Linked DNA regions of Sus scrofa: region 2 is linked to region 1. Evidence: chromatin contacts called from public HiChIP or PLAC-seq data. All regions are on one chromosome and are shown on one strand. The core of a region is the stretch at or near the end of the contact, and the rest is flanking DNA. Distances in the headings are between cores, read along the strand shown.

The links. HiChIP or PLAC-seq counts read pairs in DNA pulled down with a chosen protein or histone mark.
Region 2: a contact with region 1 is called in an H3K27ac HiChIP or PLAC-seq map of alveolar macrophages. The contact joins the promoter of PIM1 here to the promoter of C7H6orf89 in region 1. A contact is called at or near these places in 3 of 5 promoter capture datasets (fetal liver, liver and skeletal muscle), 8 of 47 Hi-C or Micro-C datasets (alveolar macrophages, embryonic fibroblasts, fetal liver and 5 more) and 2 of 2 datasets of contacts at active chromatin or transcription factors (alveolar macrophages and skeletal muscle).

The regions. Positions count from the first base shown.
Region 1 is chr7:32,540,395-32,545,984 of Sscrofa11.1, reverse strand. C7H6orf89 (bombesin receptor-activated protein C6orf89 homolog) reads right to left here and starts at 1,416. Exons shown (of 10, transcript XM_021098652.1): 1 at 1,283-1,416. It overlaps PPIL1 (peptidyl-prolyl cis-trans isomerase-like 1), which reads left to right. Exons shown (of 5, transcript XM_003128368.5): 2 at 1,410-1,797; 3 at 4,350-4,504. The coding sequence starts at 1,742.
Region 2 is chr7:32,786,348-32,791,968 of Sscrofa11.1, reverse strand. It overlaps PIM1 (serine/threonine-protein kinase pim-1), which reads right to left and starts at 3,723. Exons shown (of 6, transcript XM_005665927.2): 1 at 3,229-3,723; 2 at 3,013-3,119; 3 at 2,857-2,907; 4 at 2,406-2,772; 5 at 658-834. The coding sequence starts at 3,310.

The DNA.
Region 1 (5,590 bases), core at 167-2,666:
TGGCGGCCCTAAAAAGAAAAAAAAGTGGTTACCCATATTAATTTTGGGGAACAGTTTCATTTATGATTTTCAGAGAAAAGAAGAACAAGAAGTGGCCCAAGTTAAGTTTTGCTTATTTTAAGAATCATCTAGGAGTTCCTGTTGCGGCTCAGTGGAATCTAAGATCTATGAGGATGCAGGCTTGATCCCTGGCCTTGCTCAGTGGGTTAAGTATATGGCATTGCCATGAGCGACTCAGATCTGGCATTGCTACGGCTGGGGTGTAGGCCAGCGGCTACAGCTCTGATTCAACCCCTAGCCTGGGAACCTTCATATGCCACGGATGCAGCCCTAAAAAAAGAAAGAAAGAAAGAAAGAAATCTAAATTAAATTTTATTTGTATGACCTGACTAGTTTGTCTGCTCAGGGAATTTTCAAGTCTGGGCTCCATTTGTGTTTGATTTTTAACAATGGGAAAGTACACAATAGTGCTTAAGTGGACGCCTGGCACAAAGTAAGCATTCATTTAACTATCATTATTAAGAGATGTGCAAAACATTTACAATATGTTTATTAACCCCATTTCTTTCTTGTCCTCCCTCTAAACCTCCTGGAATTGCCTCTACTTTGCTTCTCTTTGATCATGAGCGAACCCTCCTTACAACCTTGGGGCACCATCTATCTCAGACACGGTTGTTCTAGGCCTTGCTTTAGCCCTGATTTATTTGATCTTCATTCTCCTCTTTCTCCTTTTCCTTATCTCTCATTTTTTTCCCAGCCCTCTCCCCTCTCCCCAGGCGCTTTGCTTTTGGAAGTCTAGAAGCTCTGATTTGCTGCATGGTCATGGACAAATTAACAAGTCATTTACTGCTGAGTCTCAGTTTTCAGATCTGAAAATGGCAGTAACAACATAACTTTTTATAAGACTGTTGGAGTTCCCGACATGGCTCAGTGGTTAACAAATCCAACTAGGAACCATGAGGTTGCAGGTTCAATCCCTGGCCTTGCTCAGTGGGTTAAGAATCCAGTGTTGCAGGGAGCTATGGTATAAGTCACAGACGCAGTTTGGATCTGGCGATGCTGTGGCTCGGGTGTAAGCCGGCAGCTACAGCTCCGATTTGACCCCTAGCCTGGGAACCTCCATATGCCGCGGGAGCAGCCCTAGAAAAGGCAAAAAGACCAAAAAAAAAAAAAAAAAAAAAAAAAAAAATATATATATATATATATATATATATATATATAAAAGACTGTTTGCGGAGTAGGTAAGATAATAATGTTCAAGCGCTATGTAAACGTACAGCACCTTACAAGCTTTAGTTTTTGGCATCTCTCAACTCTATTCCCTTCCATTCACTTCCGCTCTTTCCGTCTCTGCTCAATGCGGGACTAAGAAATTCTTCGAATTGAAGATGAGCATTTAATTCCCACAGAAGTGCAGATTTGTTGGTGTTCACTCCTTCCACGCCTAAACAAACCAATCAGAGCGTTCGGAGAGTGGCGCGGTGTTTCTCCGCTTGGAGACCATCTCTGACAGAGCTTGCACTTTTCTCCGTCTGCGCCGGACCGTTTGTTTTCACATCGCACCTCAGATTCCCGACCTTGGAGGTGGAGGTCTTTCCCCTTCCTTGTCTCAAGCCCCCGAAGATCTTGGCGTCGCTAGACCTGAACCACGGGAACCGGAAGTGTGTGCAGCAGCCTCGGGTCTCCCGGGAGTCGACGCCGGAAGTAGCGATTGCAACGGCGGGACTCCGCTAGCTTCACTATGGCGGCTATCCCTCCAGACTCCTGGCAGCCCCCCAACGTATACTTGGAGACCAGGTGAGGGTGCAGCCCCTGAGGCTGGGCTGGCGGAAGCGACGCGGATCCCAAGCTTAGCCGCGGGGGTCGGTTTCGGCGCGCTCCATCTGGCGGCGGACCTCCTCGGGGAGCCGCGGCTGTGGGGACCACCTGAGGGCTGAGTGGGAACCGCGGCTGCCGGCGTTGGAGCCCCGCACCGACTCACGCTGGAATCTTAGCCACAGCGGCAATACTGCCCTCTTCCCACCCCTCGGTTCCTTTATCCATTCATTCAGCACGCGTGTATTGAATCTACAGGCCGGGGACGTAGGATCTGAGAATCAGAGGTGGATGACACACACAGCCTGGCCTTTAGAAGCTTATAGTGTAGTGAGGAGACACATGTGTAAATATTAACGTTGTAAGTAACAATTGTATAAACAAATTATTAGGAGAACACCGGAAGAAGCACATTTATTTACTCCTATCAAAGAGTGATTATATTGAGCACCACCTAGGCCCATGCCCCTGATGTGTAGCATCATATTTAGTTTAAATCTCTGAGTAACTTAAATCACGTAGGTGCCATTCCACCGTCTCTCCATTTTTAGCAGGAGAAATTCCGTAATTTAAAGAGTGAATGGGAGTCCCCATCGTGGCTCAGCGGAAACGAATCTGACTAGGAACCATGAGGTTTCTGGTTCGATCCCGGGCCTTGCTCAGTGGGTTAAGGATCTGGTGTTGGTGTGAGCTGTGGTGTAGGTCGCAGACGCAGCTCGGATCCCACGTTGCTGTGGCTGTGGCCTAGGCCAGTGGCTGCAGCTCGGATTAGGCCCCTAGCCTGGGAACCTTCACATGCCAGCGGGTGCGGCCCTAAAAAAAAAAAAAAGACAAAAAAATAATAATAAAAATAAAAAATAAAATACAGAGTAAATGATTTGATTAAACCCATGTAGCTAGAAAGTAGGGGAACCTCATTTGGAGTCTGGTCTGTTTACCTCCAGTGTTGGGTTCTTTAGCACCATTCATTCCATTGCCTCTTTGGAAAAAGTTGAAAATGATCTTTCCAAAGTAGGACTAATAACTTTTAAGTAACTTCTTATTGCTACAAGAGTATAAAATTAAAATTTTGTAGATGCTTTTTTTCATTTGGCCTTTGCCTACCTCTCTTGCTACCTCTGTCATTCTTTTATCAGTAGGCAAAGTCAGCTATCCTCTCTATCGCTTTCTTGCCCAGGCTGATTTCCACAGAGAACAATTCTCTCAGATGCTGCTTTTGCCCCCTGGCCATCTTCCCCACCTTCTTATATAGGAAAATTCTCCTTTTTCAGGCCTCAACTTGGAGGTATGCAATTGTTTTTCTCTTTTTAGGACCTCACATGCAGCATATGGAAGCTCCCGGGCTAGGGGTTGAATCAGAGCCACAGCTGCCGGCCACAGCCACAGCCACAGCAACACCGATCTGAGCCGTGTCTTTGACCTACACCGTAGCTCACAGCAACGCTGGATCCTTAACCCACTGAGAGCGGCCAGGGGTTGAATCCATATCCTCATGGATACATGTCAGCTTGGTTACTGCTGAGCCACAATGGGAATTCCTCCATTACATTTTTTTATGATGGTAATTTATGTGGCTCAGAAATACAGAAGTTTGAAAAAGATATTCACTTGGAGTTTTCACTGTGGTGCAGTGGGATCGGTGGCATCTCTGGAGTGCTGGGAAACAACGTTTGATCCCTGGCCCAGCATGGTGGGTTAAGGATGAAGCATTGGTACAGTTGCAGTGTAGGTTGCACTGCAGCTTGGATCTGATCCCTCGCCTGGAAACTCCATGTGTGTGGCGTGGGGGTGGCAAAAAGGAAAAAAAAAAAAAAAGAAGATAGTCATTGAAAACCTTACTGTATCTCATTTACCTAGTTTCTACCTCTACCCAGCAACTTACTTATGTATAAGTAAAAATGAATTCCCAATATTTTGATGTTCAACCTAAAAAAATTACAAATTAAATGTAAGACTTGTTTTCCCCCTAATTTAGGGGTTGGTTATACCAGTTTCCAGTGATCAGCCATTTTTTGTGTATAAGGTGTTGGAAATTTTAGTTGTCCACAGTTATTTTGCTTAAAAGAAGTACCAGAAGACAATGCATGTTTTATTCAAAGGAGATATCTGTGTTTGTGTTATTTTGCATTGTGTCGTTTTCCTTTACTGAGCATGGAATCCCATGTTTGTCTTTTTAGGGCTGTACCTGTGGCATATGGAGGTTCCTAGGCTAGGGGTCCAATGAGAGCTGTAGCTGCCAGCCTACACCACAGCCACAGCAACGTCAGATCTGAGCCTCATCTGTGACCTACACCACAGCTCATGGCGCAGTGGATCCTTAACCCACTGAGTAAGGCCAGGGATCAAACCAGTGTCCTCATGGATGCTAGTCAGATTTGTTTCCACAGAGCCACCATAGGAACTCCAGAATCCTATGTTTTATGACAATTTTATGACTTATAAGCTTGGAAATGAAGAGTCCTGGATAAGTCCCATAGTGTTTTTGTCTGCTGTGACCTTGTACTTGACCAGAGCTTTACTCTCTCCCCCTGCAGCATGGGGATCATTGTGCTGGAGCTGTACTGGAAGCATGCTCCAAAGACCTGTAAGAACTTCGCTGAATTGGCTCGTCGAGGTTACTACAATGGTACCAAATTCCACAGAATCATCAAAGACTTTATGATCCAGGGAGGTGACCCAACAGGAACAGGTACAGTTAAGTCGACATTAGTTTTAGTTCCTTCCTTCCCTCCCTCCCTTCCTTCATTTTTTCCTTTTTTTTTCTCTTTCATGGCTGCAACCGTGGTATATAGAAGTTTTCAGGTCAGAGACTGAATCCCAGCTGCAGCTGCCATCTATGCCACAGCTGTAGCCACACCAGATCCTTAACCCACTGTGCCAGGCTGGGGATCAAACCCACATCTCTGCAGCATCCTGAGCTGCTGCAATAAGGTTCTTAACTGTGCTTCAGCGGCAACTCCCAATATTAATTTCTGAAGTCTCATCCTGTCATAACTGGGTATAAGGCAGTCAGGGCTCTCTTCCACATACTAGGGACTAGGTTTGTTGACTGTGGTGGCTACTCCTGCCCTTGCCAGCACATGTTCCCAAACACATGTAGAATTGACCAGAAACCAATCTTGACTCCTGGGCTTTATGGAGTTTCTCATAACTTCCATGTATTGCTTACTAAGAGCAAATAATATTTGCTGGAATTATAATAATGCAGAGTAGTCTGGATAATCAGAAGTGAAGAAGGACATTTGTAGTGTTTTGAGGAAAAGAAAATAGGTTCTTTTTTTTTTTTTTTTTTTTTTTTTTTTTTTTTTTTTGGTCTTTTTGACATTTCTTGGGCCGCTCCCGCGGCATATGGAGGTTCCCAGGCTAGGGGTCAAATCGGAGCTGTAGCTGCCGGCCTACACTACAGCCACAGCAACGCCAGATCCGAGCCGCGTCTGCAACCTACACCACAGCTCACGGCAACACTGGATCCTTAACCCACTGAGAAGGCCAGGGATCAAACCCGCAACCTCATGGTTCTTAGTCGGATTGGTTAACCAGTGAACCACGACAGGAACTCCAGGTTCTTTGATTTATGCATTTAACAAATACTGAGCACTTTCTTTTTATCATGTATTTTTCTGAGCTCTAGGTATATGGCTGTGAATAAAGGAAGAAAAAAAAAAAACTTCCTGGTCTCAGTAAAACAGGAAAAGGATATGAAGGATGCGGTTTTAGCAGAAAGATTAGGGAAGTCCTCTCTGAGATGATGTGATTGGAGAGGGATCTGAATGAA
Region 2 (5,621 bases), core at 2,474-4,973, 240 kb before region 1:
GTACTCAGAGACCCTGCCTTAATGGAGAAGGCTCAGGGAGCCCTTAATTTTTCACTCTTTGGCCCAACAGCCAGGGGTTGAGGGATCAGGATTCTCTGAAAGGTCTTTTTAAGTTTCTTTCAGAGGAACTAAATGGTCTTTTTTGTCTTAAAATTCTCAGAGCTCTTTCTCTGACACCCCCCCGCCCCCTGCCAAGGCACCCGCAAATGCACACCCTTTGATTCCTGGGGGATTCACAGCTCTCAAGGGTAAATCGTGCCCTAGAATCCTAAGCCAAGGGTCCAGTATCTTAGAGCAAAGCCCTCCAGAACTCAAAGACTGTCCCCCGGGATGAGAGCATTGTAATTCCTGCTTCTCCTCAGTAATGGGCTTCCTAATGAGTTCCTGTTGTGGTTCAGTGGAAACGAATCTGACTAGGATCCATGAGGACACAGGTTCAATCCCTGGCCTCACTTCGTGGATGAAGGATCTGGCATTGCCACAAGCTGTGGTGCAGATCTAGGTCACAGACGCGGCTCGGATCCTGCGTTGCTGTGGCTGTGAAGCAGGCCAGTGGTTACAGCTCTGATTGGACCCCCAGCTTAGGAACTTCCATATGCCACATGTGCAGCCCTAAAAAGATTAAAAAATGGGCGGGGGGCGCTTCCCAGAAGTTACCTGAAGAGACCCTCTGCCTGAAGAACACTTGGCCCCTGATGATCTCCTCATCATGTTCAAAGGGAATATCTCCGCAGACCATGTCGTACAGCAGGATCCCCAGAGACCAGACCGCCGCTGACCTGCCATGGTAGCGATGATAGCGGATCCACTCTGGAGGACTATACACTCGGGTTCCTGAGAGCCGGGGGAATAGGAAGGAAAACACGCTTTTAGCAAAAAATAAAACACAAAGCAGCTGAGGTCTGCTGAGTAACTCTTAAAAAAACAAAACAAAACAACCACTACGCTACTTCCTCCCCCAGCAGCTGGGTGAACTCCTGTTTTGGCCTTGGGGCTAAAGGGAGTGGATGAGCAACTTATGGCAACTCTCCAACCCAAAGCATTTCCACCTACCCTCACCGTCCAGACCATTAGCTGAAATTCTTTACAAACAGCTCCAAGAAACAAACAGGGCCGGCCACAGACCCTGAGGCTTGTGTGTGGCAGGACCACCCGCCACAGAAAGAGGGGATGAAGGTTTGCACAATCAAGGGAGTTATTCCACAGACCAGCCTCAAACTGCATTAAACATCCTTGCCCAGGAGCCGGGTGAGGGTGAGTCTCACTTCTGATGTGATGCAGGCAAGGACACTTGCACAATATCCTAAGTCAGGGTGCCCTTTGAGAGGCTGTCCTCCCCACCCTCTGAACACAGAGGCAGACACCCACACCCCTTCCTCCCCACAAGGGAAAGGTAGACAGAGCTGCAGGGCTGGCTTCAGACCACGTGATTCCTGTTTACAAACTTTGAGTTGTAAAAAAAAAAAAAAAAAAGGTGGGGGCCATCCCGCTGGTGCTCACCAGGGGGCAGCAAAGACTCAAAGAAAAAAAAAAAAAAAAAAAACCCGGGGAGGACCAGCCATTAACTGTTAAATACAAAAAAATACAGCCCAACCCAGCGTCCTCCAAGGGCAAATAAACACAAACCACAAGCCCCAGTCACAAGTTTTGAAAGGTTGTCGTTGGTGAGGTTAAGCCGCTCAGATGATGACCCACCCTCCTGTGCTTTGATCTCCGAGCTCTCCATTCCATCTTCTCTGAAAGGACCCGCTCCAAGCCCCTCCCTAGGATAGGTTTTCATCCTCTCTGCGGAGACACCCAACTAATTCTCTAACCAGCAAGAGATCTTATTTCACAACATTCATTCTTAATTCCCTCACCCTACAACACCCCCCAAAATTAAATAATCAACAAAACGAATTATTCAGCACAACTACTGTTTCTATTCCTTATCCTTCCCTAGATCAAAGGAGAGAAACTGCAGCTCTAAAACTACCTTACCGAAAACTAAGTCCCTTGTAAGACAAAACAAAAATTACAAAACCGGCATCAATTTTCATCTCTCCCGCTCTCTCCTCCTCCTTCCCCCTCCTATCCTTTTACTGGGGAGGAAACTGGGTCAGACTTCAGAAATCTGGGCTACGGCCGGTTGCCCACAACCTCTTATTCATCGGGAAAGGTTGGAACCCACTGAATTCCACTCAAAAAATAAAATCATGCCAGAAACATTACAGGTTCTGCTGGCTTGAAATCGCCGGCTTTCCTAGGCTGGGAAGCTCTCTTTCGCCCCACCCCTGCTAGCATCGAGCCAGGCGGCCCGATGACCTTTACAAAGGGCCGGAGAGGGGAGCCTGTGGAGGCCTCCAGGCCAGGCCGAGTCACCTGGGCAGCTCCCTCCCGCGCAGCTCCCCCAAGGCCTGGCTCACCATCGAAGTCCGTGTAGACGGTGTCCTTGAGAAGCGCCCCCGACCCGAAGTCGATGAGCTTGAGCTCGCCGCGGTTGAGGTCGATGAGGATGTTCTCGTCCTTGATGTCGCGGTGGAGCACCCCGCAGTTGTGGCAGTGGCGAACGGCCTCCAGCACCTGCCAGAAGAAGCTGCGGGCCAGCTCCTCCTGCAGGGCCCCCCTTTCCGTGATAAAGTCGAAGAGGTCTTGCACCGGCTCGGGCCTCTCCAGGATCAGGACGAAACTGTCGGGCCTCTCGAACCAGTCCAGGAGCCTAATGACGCCGGAAAAGCCCGAGCTCACCTTCTTCAGAAGAACCACTTCCATGGGCACTCGGGTGCCATTAGGCTGCAGAGGGGGCAAGGGGGCTGCGTTAGGGCGGGAGTCGGAGGGTGCCCCTCACCCCACCCATCCTTGGGGTCGCTCCCTCACCAGTTCTCCCCAGTCGGAAATCCGGTCCTTCTCCACGTGCTTGATGGCCACCTGGAAAGCCCCCCAGAGAGTCTGTTAGGTCCCCTCGCCAGAGCCAAACACACCCTGCCGCCCCCCTGCCCGGAGCGCCCTCCCCGTGGTGGGGCGCCCACTCACCGGCAAGTTGTCGGCGACACGGATGCCTGAGTAGACCGAACCGAAGCCGCCGCTGCCCAGTAGCGGGCCCACCTGGTACTGCGACTCCAGGGGCTCCTTATCCTTGCCTAGGAAAGGGGGAGTCACAGAGGACTCAGTGCCGGCCCGGGTGCCCCCAGCTCCCACCCTGGGAAGTCCAGTCGCCCCTCCATCCACGATTTGGGGGGGGGCACTCACCGGGCGCCAGCTTGGTGGCGTGCAGGTCGTTGCAGGGCGCGGCGCGCAGGTGGGCAAGCGAGTTGATTTTGGACAAGAGCATCCCAACCTCCAGGGTGTCGGCGTAGGGACTGCGTCTGGAAGAGCTGCAGCAGCAGGAGCTGGGGCTGGGGTTGTGCCGGTGGCTGTGCCTACGGCTGGGGGTGAGGCTGCGGGTGGCGTTGCGGCTGCGGCAGCGGCTGGCGCGGAAGGCCGAGGGCGAGTCGGAGGACGACTGGGGGCGCCGCCGGGGCTGGAGACTGGCGGACACGCCGGCGGGGTCAGGCAACGCCGAGGGCGGCGGGGTGGGCGGCTCGTGGGACTCTTGCGGCAGCGCCGCGGCACAGGGAGCTTGTAGCTGCTGCTGCTGCCGGTCCCGCCACCGCCGCTGCCGCTGCTGCCGCCAAGTCCTCTCGGGCCTCCTCCGCCACCGCGGCCGCTGCAGCAGACGCCCGGCTCGCCCAGCCGCCAGGAGTAAAGGGGCGGAGCGCGCCGGCGGGGGGCGCGCGGGCGGGCGGGGATGGGGCGGGGCCTCTCCAGGAGGCCTAGGCGGGGAGCCGGGCTGCCAGGCCAGCGGAGGGAGGAGAGGGGGTGGGGAAGCGGCGGGACAGGGCGACTCCCCTCCCCCCCGCCCCGCGCGCTCCGGCGCCGCACCCCGGCCCCGCCCCCGCCGGCGCATCTCCAGCCAACCAGAAGCCGACCTATCTGCATAACACGGCGCGCCCCGCTCCCGCCCCGCCCCGCTCTCGCGGTCAGAATGGTCTCTACGCCGCCACGACGTGGCGGGAAGGAAAAGGCGCCAAAATGGAGGGGGAGGGGCGCGGGGCGTGATGGGAGGCGGGAGCTGGGTGTCTAGCAGCCACGGAGGAAGGATGGGGAGGGGCGTATCGATTCAAACCCAAACAATAACAAAGCCATCAAAGGCCGCCCGAGGCCGGCTCTGCGGCTCTCCGTTTCTCGGGGTTTTTGGGTCAAGGGCTTGAGCTGGAGCATAACAAGTTGCGCAGAGACGACGGGCGTTGGTGTGACAGGCGGGGAGGCCAGGCGGCCGGCGCGCCGGGGTGTGAGGGACCGTGTGTGTGTGTGTGTGTGTGGTGTGTGTGTGGCGGGGGGGATGCCGACGAGGGTGGTCTTTCTGTGTGACTCAGACGTGAGACCTCCAAGTCGGCTTGGGCTGGTTGATCACGCTCTGTGGGCTCGAGTTGGGTCCTCCGGGGTTTGTGTGTTGGGGGCGCGTGGGGGGCGAAGGATCTGCAAGATGTGAGTCACAGCGGCTTCACGCAGGGAGTGGAGGTGTCACAGGCCCGGAATAAAATGAGGAGAGCTCCGCTCACTCGGGGGAGGCGTCCCGATCGCGGTTGTCACAGCCCGTGAAAAGATCAGCTCCCCAGCCCCCAATCCCCTAGCAGATTTTATTTTTAAAATGCAGAAAGGTTCCAGTGAATCCTGATTCCTAAGCAGTGATGTGTGTCAGAGTGCCCGGTAAAGAGGAAATCACGAAACAAATGTTAGTATTGTGATGCCAGATGCTGTCTCAGCCCTTCTGTGAGGGCGGGAGCGAGAGATGAATTCCTCATCTAAAGCGGGGTGGGAGGGCGCGCTTGATTTAATCAGCTTTCGCGTTGTATTCACCTTTTCATCAGCCTGTTATTACCAGTCAGGCAATACTAGCAATTATTAGCAGCCCCCGATTCTTGACTCAAAGGAAATGCCCCTCCTTTCCCTGCCCCCCCTTGGAAATAACACGGAAAACTGACCAATTTGACTTTCATCCTTTGTCCTTTTAAACTTCATGTAGAGTTGATAACGACGTGTGAAATGAGTAAATTAGAATTCTATGTAATCCATAAATTGAAATGTCAGAGCCTAAATAATTGAAAGCTAACTACATCCTATTTTAATTGTTTTCAAGTTCCTGCCACTTAAAGGAAAAATGAGGAAGTCCGTGGATCTGTGTATCTGCTGGCATTAATGAGTTTAAATGTTTCATTAAAAGTTTCCTACAGTGCTTGTTTTATAAAGACACCCAGTTGTTTCACAACTTTTATGAATTTATCTTATAAGATATTACATATTTCCCTTTTGTTGTGTACTGTGGCCTAACTCATTCATTTTTGATGACTATGAGAAAACCCAAGGGAACAAGAATTATTCCCTTTTTTACAGACAGGAAAATGAAACATAAATAGGATGACACAGGGTCATACAACAGCTAAGGGAGGAAGAGATGAAATGACCCAAATTCAACTCCAGAGTATTCAAAGCTTTTCTTCTATTGGCATCCAAAACTGTCCTTGATACTAAGATAACAAGTATAAATTTATGTGACCACCATTTCCAACCCCTCTACCTTCCCTTTCCTTTCACAAGCCATA